Linked DNA regions of Rattus norvegicus: region 2 is linked to region 1. Evidence: chromatin contacts called from public Hi-C data. All regions are on one chromosome and are shown on one strand. Each heading gives the region's core, a stretch centred on a gene start, on an enhancer-like site or on the middle of the called end of the contact. The rest is flanking DNA. Distances are from core to core; before and after follow the strand shown. Region 1 overlaps LOC103691412 (a long non-coding RNA gene). Region 2 overlaps LOC120100662 (a long non-coding RNA gene).

Evidence for each region. A called contact is a pair of places that touch in the nucleus more often than the background predicts.
Region 2: a Hi-C map of prefrontal cortex shows a contact between it and region 1, with 16 times the contacts expected there. The contact joins two enhancer-like sites. A contact is called at or near these places in 11 of 12 Hi-C or Micro-C datasets (the A7r5 cell line, the Rat2 cell line, Schwann cells and 6 more) and 1 of 1 datasets of contacts at active chromatin or transcription factors (oligodendrocytes).

Annotation. Positions count from the first base shown.
Region 1 is chr2:15,913,255-15,918,553 of GRCr8, forward strand. All of the region lies in intron 1 of LOC103691412 (a long non-coding RNA gene), which reads right to left. It also overlaps a transcript of Mir9-2hg not described here. Among named protein-coding and RNA genes, the nearest start is that of Mir9-2hg, 6.1 kb to the right of the region's middle. Within about 2 kb of position 2,422, at least 53 of the 93 cell types and tissues checked have an H3K27ac peak or open chromatin away from gene starts, as enhancers often do.
Region 2 is chr2:17,043,912-17,049,629 of GRCr8, forward strand. The region is part of intron 2 of LOC120100662 (a long non-coding RNA gene); the gene reads left to right. Among named protein-coding and RNA genes, the nearest start is that of Ccnh, 520 kb to the right of the region's middle. Within about 2 kb of position 2,955, at least 15 of the 93 cell types and tissues checked have an H3K27ac peak or open chromatin away from gene starts, as enhancers often do.

The DNA of each region.
Region 1 (5,299 bases), core at 1,172-3,671:
CACACCTTGGGGCTTTACTGACTTCCTCCCAAACAGTTCTGCAGCTTGCCAACAGGCGGGTTGTGTGAGATGTCAGCCGCTATCTGGTGTCTACTGTAAGCTGTCTGGCCCATTTTGGGAGTGTGCACAAGCAACTCTGACAATGTATACCAGTTGAGTAGAAGAACTGGAGTGCAATTTATGAAGTTGTCTATCTCAGGTATAAGGAGAGGTTTTGCAAGCTGTGGGGACTTTCTTAAACCCAGCCGCAGGCACCTGTGGGCTTTCTCTATGTCTTAAACATCTGCAATCTAAACCTGTGATTGTCACACCCTTTTACCTCCTGTGTGAGTGTCTCATAATTTCAAACAAAGACAGCCAAACATCTACAATTAGTATTCAACAAGCAAGGGTGGTTAATTATTGCTCAACTGTTAAATGACACACAATAAAGGCTCTCTCTGGCCTGTCATTGTACTGTAGTCTGAATGTTGTTCTTATACAAACACTCACTTCACAATGTTTAGGAGATGCTGTGGGATGCAGAACTTTTATCCACAGACACCGGATCCATATCAGTGCAGCATTATGAAGCATCTGGGGGGCACCGCTGTGGCTGGGATGTTTGTTCTTGGCACCGAGATGCAAGGGCACAGGCTGGGCTCTTTGCTCTTCGTTTGTTTTCCTATTGCTGCTCTCCAAGAGAATCTTGGAAATCCCAGTCAGAGCGGTGAAATATGACCTCCGCTTTATAGAGTTCCTAGTCAGCTCATTCTGCTCAAGGGAAATATTTTTATTTGCCTTCGATTAACATAATTTTTCAAAGAACAACTTCGTTTTCCATTTTACTTTAAGTCCATGGTAGGCATAAATTAGCCACATCCTTGTTATTCTGAAATAAAGTTTGGAGGCAAGTGAGTCCTTATACCAGATGCTGAACAAAATAATGTCCAGGAAGTTCTTCCTGCCCTAGCATAGGTGCATAAAGTACAACAGTAGTCTGTCAACTAAGTGTGAAAACCCCTTAGTGTTGCGATCCATTTGGTAGTCTCACTGTAATGGCAGAAACGAGATGGTTACCGCGACACCATTGCTATTATTGAAATTAAACAGCTTTGGGAGAATATAATTGCTAATAAAAGGCTTCTTCTCCACGCCCCTTAAGGGTTCCCTCCCCCACTCTGACATTTTATGATGTGCCATTCAGATGAATGTACGTAGAGTTATGTGGAACCTAGCGGCCTACTGTACAAGGTCGGATCTAGAGATCAGCAAGGAAGTGAAGATGGGGAGCTCACTGTATTTAGGGATGGTTGTCTGGGAAAACGCACTCGTGTGTTTAGATATCGATGTTTAAACTTTTTCTCTTTATGAATGCGTCACAATTTTTCAAACCGATCGCGTGCACCCTCCGTGGTACCCCCGTGTCTGTGCATTAAAGGCGTCCATGAAATCATTGTACGGGGCTGGTTTAGTGCGTTTAACAGAGAACTAATGGGTTGTCTGTGTCGGGGAAAGCAAGGTCCTATTTTTAATCCCATCACGTACTGAAGCGGTTTTGTGTGGATCTGTGGCTTCCACCTTTATCCATCCTGGTAGTTCCTACTGAAGAAAATCCAAACGCTCCCAGCTTCGGACGGGTGCCAAAATGTCCTGCTTTCTGCACTACTGATCGCTTTTTATTTTCAGCTTATTTTCGTCTTACTTAACAATAATAAATGACCCTTGCAGTGTAAAACCTTAGTTTAAATGATCCGGGGAGCTCCTGTGTCTTTTTTCTTTTTACTTCGAAATGTTATGTCAAATACTCGATACGTTTAACTTGCTCGTATCTCCAAGAAACTGGAGACCAAAGCTACTTTTGTGCTGGATTTTACCTTCTTTCTTGCCCAGAACGTGCGCTGCGCGCGTAAATACACACACGCGCTGCGCTCATGCGTGAGCACAAACATACACATACACACACACACACACACGCACACACACACACACACACACACACACGGGGGGGGAGAGAGAGAGAGAGAGAGAGAGAGAGAGAGAGAGAGAGAGAGAGAGAGAGAGAGAGAGAGAAAGCAAAAAAAGAGGAAGGTGCTTAGAAGAGGCAGGGATGCCCGGTGAAAAGCAGAGAGTCGGGGATCCGGCTTAACCCAGGCATTTGGGAAGGGGGGCTGGAGGTGGAACACGACTCAACGGACCGCAGCCGCTCTGGCTAGGGCGGTAGAGCGCCAGGGTGAGAGGGTGAGGATGCCCTGCGGGCTTCCGCACTACTCTGACACCAAACAGAATGGCTAGGCTCCGGTGGTGAAGTAAAAGTTCCCGGTGGCGTGAAGGCGGTGGATAGCCACCTTGCCCGTGCACGGAGGCTGTCTGGGGAAGCGGCCTCGAGGGCTGGATGGACTGGGTGGAAGCCCTCGCAGGGGGTCCTACGGCTCTAGCTTTTGTACCGCCCCGCCTAGGCCAGTCCGGAGCTGACGCACCAGCTCCCCAGAGACGCTGGGGGCGTCGCACTGCAGCTGGGTGGGGAGCAATTTATTCCTGGCGGTCACATCCCACCCCATCTTCTGTTACTCCACCCTACCCTCCCATCCCTCCACCTCTTCCTCCTCCTTTTCTACCAACGCCCGCACTATCTTCTGGTTCTTCTCCTCCTCACCCTCCACTCCCCCTCTCTCCCTTCTTTTCTTTTCTCCCTTCCCCTCCCCCTCTTCTGAATAACCAAGCTGTTTTGCCTCCGAAAGGGGAGAGAGAGAGAGAGAGAGAGAGAGAGAGAGAGAGAGAGAGAGAGAGAGAGAGAGAGAGAGAGAGAGGCCTGCGGTGACTGGAAGACAGGAGGGAATCTGGATCTGGTACATCTGGGAAGTGGAAACTTGATGCTTCTGGGCGGTGATTTGCCAAGGCCTCGCCAAAGGTGAGTACTCTGGGGGCCGGAGGAGCTCCCACTTGGAAGGGTCCAGACCCCGCCCAAATCTGAGAGTCTGGTGGTAGTCAAACAGCGGTTAAAACTGGGATCGACTGAAGGTCGCGAAGGGCCACAATACAAGGGTCCCGGAACACATGGGTGTCATTCGCCCTCCTTGTAGTTCCTAACACAGGCTGCCGCACAGGGCTGCTTCCCAACCTGCATAGGGAATCAGCGACGGCTGTAACTTCTAAAGCCCTCTCCCTAACTATCTGCAGCTCCCCTCCTTACATACCCTGGCTCAAGGGACGCTTTGGCCTCAGGAAGTGAGAAAGTATTCTTCTCTCAGATCTTTAAAAGGGAAAGTTTGGCAAGGTGGGCGCTCTTTGGTTCTACCATCCCCTCGATCCTAACCTAGGATCCCTAGATTGTACAGAATAGTGTTATTTTTCCTTTTATAAAGAATGACTTTAACGAAAATTCGTATGTAATCAAAAAGATTATTGGATCTCCATGACTGATCAGCTGTTGCTGACCTACCAATAAGCGGTTTTTTTTAATACACACGCACATTCATGCGTGCCCCGTACACGCAAACACACTGGGTGGGGTATGGGGGGGGTTATAAGTAATCAGTAAGACAGCTCGAAGTTAGCAAGAATTAAGAGCGAATCAAAAGGGCTTTTAAATGTTATGTACGTATCTTCCATTTGTGTGTAGATTGGGGAGCGGGGATGGGGGGCGCCTGTGTGTTGCCTGTTTTGTCAGCTGGTTCTAGTTTCTAAGCGTCGAGTGTTTCCAAAGGCTGGAGCCAGCGTCCACCATCCACCTCGGCACCCTAGCGGCGGAACAGGACTCATTTGTTTGGTGCCGAGCGGTGAGGATCTGGAAGAGACTGGAGTGTAGTTAGGTCGGGCCCCCTGCCATCCATTACACCTGCGGCAGATGGCTCAAGTGGGAGAATGGTTTTGTATGCCAGAATCAAGAAAGGAAGAGGAGAAAATTCAGCCTCGCCCTACTCAAAAGGAGTTCTGTAAAGGGCCAGAGAAATGAAAGAAGCTATCAGAGCTAACGATGCTGCTTCCTCTCTTGAGTTATCCTGGGCAGTTAATGACGTGATACCTGGTTCCAACAGATAATGAGACCGATTTTGACAAATGTATTTTTGATCAAATGTTTTACACACACATACACCACACACACACACACACACACACACACACCCCTTCAAGTAGATGCACACAGGTGTTCTTGTAGTTCCATGGAGCTGAAGGGAAAGCCACTCAAAATTCAGGAAGCCTCCTCTCTTCCCAAGAGCTTCATTCACCTCAGACTGCCAACTTACACACATCAAGGCTCCCGCCCTAGACAACCAACTATGGATTTAAGCAGACTTCAAATGTACCCATCTCATTTTCACATAATGTTTTCTGATCAACATTGCCACTCTTGTACCCGTTCCTTCGTGTTCTCAACACGAAGGGAATGGGATAAGCGAACCTCTCCTGGAGACACTAGACCATGGACACATGTGACAAAGGGCACAGACCCAATCTAGGAGTTCAGTCTGTTTTCATTTGTTTAATTCTATACTAAAGGGAGGGCTATATCAAGGGAGACCAAAACACACCAGGACTCCGTCTCCACCCTTCACACAAGTCACAATAACCACTCATATCTATGTTTTTATAGCAAACGTTTTCATGTTTCTTATGAAATAAACTACTATACTGACCTAATTTTCTGTTCTAAATCAAGCAACTTTCAACGGCCCAGGGTATAATATGCTGAGTTCTTGGTACCAGTTGGCATGCTGACACAGAGAAATTCCACCATTTTAAAGCACACACGATCCACTTTTCTGTTCACATCAGGGCTAAATAATATTTAGAGTTATACCAAAGACGATGAAACCAGAATCCATTCTAGCTATGATTTGGGGATCACAAATAAGATAGATTCTAAAATCCCACACACAGAAAGGAAAAGAAACACTGCCATTTCCAAGATGCTTGAAAGACCTAAAGAAGCCTGTGGACTGGGTTTGGTTGATTGGTGTTTGTATGCTCAGTGTAGCCTAATTGTCCTGTGCAGTCATTTTTCTCTCCTCCTCTTTCCTAGGAAGGCTTTCATTTTTCAAGAAGAAACTTTAATACACAGCAAGATATAAGGCTCATTGAGAAGGAATGACATAAGAATAGGACTCTGTCGTAGTCAGCATCAGCAGCGTTACTTTAGTCCTGGACACACAAGCATATGCATATGTCACCGAACATGCTCCTATCCACTTTTGAGAAAATTAGAACAAAAACCGCATTTATAAAAATGAGCTAGTCTTCTTGAACGTTTGAGAGACATTTTTAAATAAAAAAGAACATAGAAAAATTTTAATCTTCTGCTTTTAGGGAAACTAAGAGC
Region 2 (5,718 bases), core at 1,705-4,204, 1.1 Mb after region 1:
GTGTGTGTGTGTGTGTGTGTGTGTGTGTGTGTGTGTGTGTGTGTGCGCGTGCGTGCGTGTGTGTGTGTGTGTGTGTGTGTTCTCAGCTGAGTGTGGCAGACACTCATCTTGTCCCAGATGCCTTGGTAGTGTACTCTGAAGACAAAAACTTTGTGAACAAATTTGGAAACTGGAATTCATATATTGATAAATGAATTTTCTTAATTTGGGTATAAATTGATTTAAATTTCAGGGACAAAATTGAATGGCGTTACCAACAAAAGGTTAGATTTCCTTCCCTAAGTCAAGGATGAAATCTTTTTTTAAAAAGAATGATCACCTTTGTGTTTCACAAACCAAAGATAAGTATTTCAGCCATCCCAAACTGTCAGCTGTGTTTCCTGTAGCACATATGCTTTCTGTGGCCTCCTTTAAAGATTTATTCCTCACTTCTTCCAACTGAGGATCTTAACTGTAAAAATGTGATTGGAATTTATAGCATCCTGAACTTAAAAGGGGTGATGCATAGCTTTTTTTTTGAAGAAGCACATCATGTTTATTAATAGTTTTAAAAATATTATTAGGTCCCTGTTAGCCACATTTTAGGGTCTTTAATAGTTTCCTAGATTTTCCCTTGTGGGCTATAGTGAAAAATGAAGTGTAAGGAATTTGGGAGCTTAGTTCTGTGCAGTCATGACTTTGCTATTTATTGTTTACTATTTAAAATCATGGAAGTGAAAAAATTTTCCATTCCCAATTTCAAATATTAGATGGACTATATTCAACTAATTGTTTGCTTAAAAACCCAGACCTATTTTCAAGAAAAACAGCATGTTTCAGAAAGCAAAATAAAATATATTTTAAAAATGGATTTTTATGAATCAAGGAAGAGCCTGGTAAATAGATTTTAAGTGTGTATTTATACAATCATCTGTTAATGTTACAGAAAAGGAATTGAGAAATGAGAAAAAATGTATAGTCTAGTTAAGTCTTTTCAATGTTCCACCAAATAGAGTTGAATTTAAACTTTACTTCCATTAAATACAAAAGAGCTTACAAAATGTTTTCATATATTTGTCTCTGGCTGTTTTGTATAAAATCCTATCACAAAATATATCCAACTCTGAAGGCCAAAAGATTAAACCAGAATACTCTGTGTCATTAAAACTACCTCTCATCTACCACAAACACTTGGAAGTGTCTCTGTTTTCCATTGTGTGGAATATTTATAATCATTCATTCACATAAATTTTTTGGGCAGTGGGGTTTCTTTAGAGGGCTGAGATCAAACCAAGAGCCCAGGCTTGCTAATCAGAGAATCCACTTCATCCTCAGTCAGAGTTTTTAAGAATTTTTCTGAAATGTTTTCAAAAAGGTTTCCATTACAATCGTTGTGATTCATTATGGAGCGATGTCCCTCCTGAAGCAGGTATTTTTCTGCAAGAGCCAAATAGAACCAAATAACAGTTCCGCAAGGTACAAGCTCGCCCAGGCTGTTCCCAAGCACAGAGTGACCTTATGCTCATCCCCATCGTTGATGTTAAATAGTGAGGAGCAAAATGGGTTATACCATCAGTCTTGCTTTATGTTTCTCAAACCAACAAACAGCCTAAGAGGGGAAGCTCAGTTGTGTATTCATAGGGGTCCTGTTTTCTGATTTTTGTCTCTAATTTTTTATTGATCTGTTACAACCCACTGTGTTATAATAATCATAGGAACTTTAGGGATTATATCCAAGGTAAAAAATGATAGAATCAATTTCAAGAGAAATTGAAGACATAACTTATTAACCATGCCGTATGTTCACACCACAAATTAACTGAAATTTTCTCAAACTAGATCCACACAGAGAGGGCACTACAGATAACGTTGACTGTGAAGGAAGTTTTACCACCATGGTACCCAATGATTCCTCTCACCCTTGCATTTTAAAGAGCTATGATTCCATCATTGGATCCTTGTTTTACTAAATGTTTTAAATGGATGTTTGGTATAATCTCTAGTTTTGGTAAATTTATAAAAATCAAAGCTGTGAAAATACTTCCAACAATATATCTTCTTCTCAGATAATATGTAAGGGATAAAAAGCTTTTCAAGGGTAGATTATAAAAACCAACTCTCATCCCCCAAACCAGAAATCCTTGAAATTTTAAACTGATATAATTTTACATCTATCAACATTGTAAAGCCATTAGAAGTATAATTAGATGTATAGATTATATAGCTATATCAGTAGTACGTGGAATAAATTACGCACTTCAGCTTACCAATGTGTAATACCATTTTTGATCATATGTAAATCTGCTATGAGACTTTTAAAGGAATATCAAAAATATGCCCCAACTACAACAGATTTGTCATTCATGCACTGCTGAGCATGGAGGCCTAATTTACCCTTTTGCCATTATTTTAAATTAAGGCACTTATCCAAAGATCAAAACATCGTCTACAATGGACATTTGTGAAGGCAGATAGTGATAACATCTGAAGGGGTGTGGTAATTGTTCCTGGTGTGGAGGTACAGGGATAGAAATGTTTGATATGTATCTTGGGAAACAGGAAATGTACCACATATAAAAGTACATCTGCAAGTGTGGACGGGCAGACTAGAAAATGCCCAGTGACCGGGCAAAAACTTTAAACATTGTATTTGAGAAGCAAGAACAAAGACGTGCTTTGCCTAGCTGGTAGAGGATGTTAAAGGGGGAATGTCTCCTTTGTCACGGCAGTTTTAAATCCAGCATTTCATATTACAGTCCTTAATGAGAGACGCCAATAGTGTAAGGTGAAGAAAAAAACAAAGAGATTTTTTTTATAGAAAAAAAAAGAATTAAGAAAAAGAAATATGAATGTGAATGTTTAAACTTTGCAGTTGTTGCAGGCCCAGCGGTGAAGGGACTTTTCTGTCCATCTATTAAGGAAGACCCCATAACAAATAGCACACTATCCCCCAAAGGGAAGAGAGTAAAGTTCTCAGGAAACCCCAGCAAACACTGACATGATTTTTACTATTCCAAATTTAATCTGACATTTTCTGAGTGCGTGTGGAAGGAGGACAGAATACTCCCTTTGTGTCCTGGAAAGTGTCATGCGACACAAAAAGATCTTTCTCAAAGAAAAGGCATCTTACATGACTAACACTGAGCTCGCAGCTTGAAAAGAATAAACCCCTCAATGTCGCACTGTGCAAGGTGGCTGAGCAGGTCCAATACAGTGCTTTCATGCCATCTAGTGGTCATCTGAGAAGTCTCCCCGAGACCCCGGGATCTCAAGGAACCAATTCCTGTTTGGGGCAACTGATAGAAAGGAGTAGCCAACCTCACCACCACCACCACCAACGACCCCAAAAAAGAAAGAAAAGAAAAGAAACACGAGGTTGAAGAATATGAATATTTTAGGACAAAATAGCTCATCGGCTTCAATAACCTTCAATAAATTTATGGTACCATTTTAGTTTGAGTGGAACTAGTCTTCTCTGGCCCTTCTTTCCCTCCTTCAGCCCTTTCCTCTCCCTTTTCAAGTTTTTCTTTTTCATTTTCTTTTCATTAGATTGAACTTTAAACAAAACACATCCGTGTTTTGATTTCCAGTTTCTGAAAGAATTAAAACATCACCTGCTTTCATACCTTTGTGTGGGTATTTTAAGACGTTTCTTTGAAACAAACCATCTCCCCACCACCCAAATAAAATGTCAGGAGGCAAGGCAGTGCATAACTAAATTCCTAGGTAATAACTAAATTCCTTCTTTTGGAAAGGCACAGTGCCTAAACTGTTCTCGAATTCTCTTCCGATGTCGGCCCTCAGACAGGCTGCCCTATACGCAGCACTCGAAGTATCGAACTGTGAATTGTTCGAAAGCAAAAGTATTTATTTTTCCAATCTGCTAAATAGCTTTAAAATGTCATTTTATGCATCGCATGTCCAGGTGTGCCGCTTATACTTTGTCTAATAAGTCATCTTCAAATACTGGATTTTCTTTCTAGTTGAGATTCATTTCAAAAGCTTAAGAATTCTTTTTTTTTTAATCTCGTACATTTTAATATTATTTTTACTGTTTCTAAGAATTTGTCTTTTAAGGGACTCAAAAAGTTGACTTATAATTGTGTGGAACAAATCTTTGAATGATTTCAGTCAGCAACCAGTGTTTTTATGCTATTGGGGGAGCCTGAGCCTTTCCCTTTTCTTTCTTCCTTTCCTTCTTTCTTCCCCTTTTTTCTTTTCTTTCATTCTTTTTCATGAAACGGCAATTTTGAAGGCTTCATGACTTAAGAACAATACAGATTTTATAGCGGTTAGAGATCCATAAAAAACACAAACTGGAGTGGTGCTCAAATGCTGGTCCAGGCTTTGAATTAAAACAAAATACTTACTTAAAATGACTTAACAAACCCACACAGTCCTCGCAAATATTCCAAGTAATATTGCAACAGAAAATAATTTTGTTGGTTATTTTTCCTCACTTTTGGCACGTGCGCGTGGGCACACAAACGCTGGGACATTCAATGCCAGTGGTTCCATTAGACAGAAATAAAAATCATAGACTTAACATTGATTACATTCGCCATAGTTATAGTCTCGGTCAGTGTAAATTTTCATCCTGTAAGTTAAACAAAGGCACACATATTTTAAAGTAGATGTGTACTTCAAAATTAAGATTTCTTTAAATCTCAAACTATGTACCAAATATAGTATATAGTATAAATATGCATAAAGACACCAAATCTAAATTTTCACCTTTTAAAGGACTATAGAAGAAAAACTATGTCATTTAAAGTTTTATTTTCCTTTTATCTCCTTCTTGAATGACAATATGATCTTAACCATAAAAAATAGCTACTGATTATATACATATTCTATATCTATATATTCTATACATATTAAAGAAATGTTTGCTGATTATATCTATCTATTTTACTATTTCAAATGGTTGGTTTTTTTTAGCTTACGTTTAAATATAACTTCCTCATGAAACCTGGTAATTTAAAAACTGTGTTCATTTTTGATATTTTTAATACCTGGTACAGATGCACCTCTCCTTTATTTCGCTAAGTAAGCAGAACTCACTTGTACATCAGAGAAAGAGAGTGAGGAGGGAAGCAGGAGGGCAGTGTGTGAGTGGTGTGGTGTGTGTATCAAAGCACCACAATACGATGCATTACTTTGTCCACTAAAAGGTCTATTTCTATATAATAACTACTGATTTAATGTAAGCATACTTCAAACCAAGAAGGTTTTCTACGTTTTGGAGAAAATAATATTACAATGAAAAATATGCAAACCAAACATAGGAAAGGTTCCTAAAATAATAACCTAAAAAGCCCTGGCAGGCCAGAAACTTCTTTGTTGAGCAAAGTATGGTGCCTTTTTTATTTTATTTTTTGCATTTCTCCAAGTGGGTTCATAGAAATGAAAAGAAAAAGTAGAGTTCAAGAGCTTTGAAATTTTATCTACATAAGATGCTACTTTCTGATAAAGAGAAATTCAAGAGAGCTATACATATTCATTGATTAAAGAACAAACAGAACTCAGGGAGGTTCCAGTGCAGAGAAAAAGGCATATGGGCGTCACGCCCGTCGCTGTCTGGGAACAGGACTGAATTTTGATTAGAACAGGAGGCTATAATTGGAGTGATAATCTTTTACACTGTTTTTAATTGTAATCAGTGCAGATGTTTGCAGCTTTCTGATAGGAAAATAGTGATGGAGGATATGTATGGCTGATAATTTTTAAAGCGGTAAG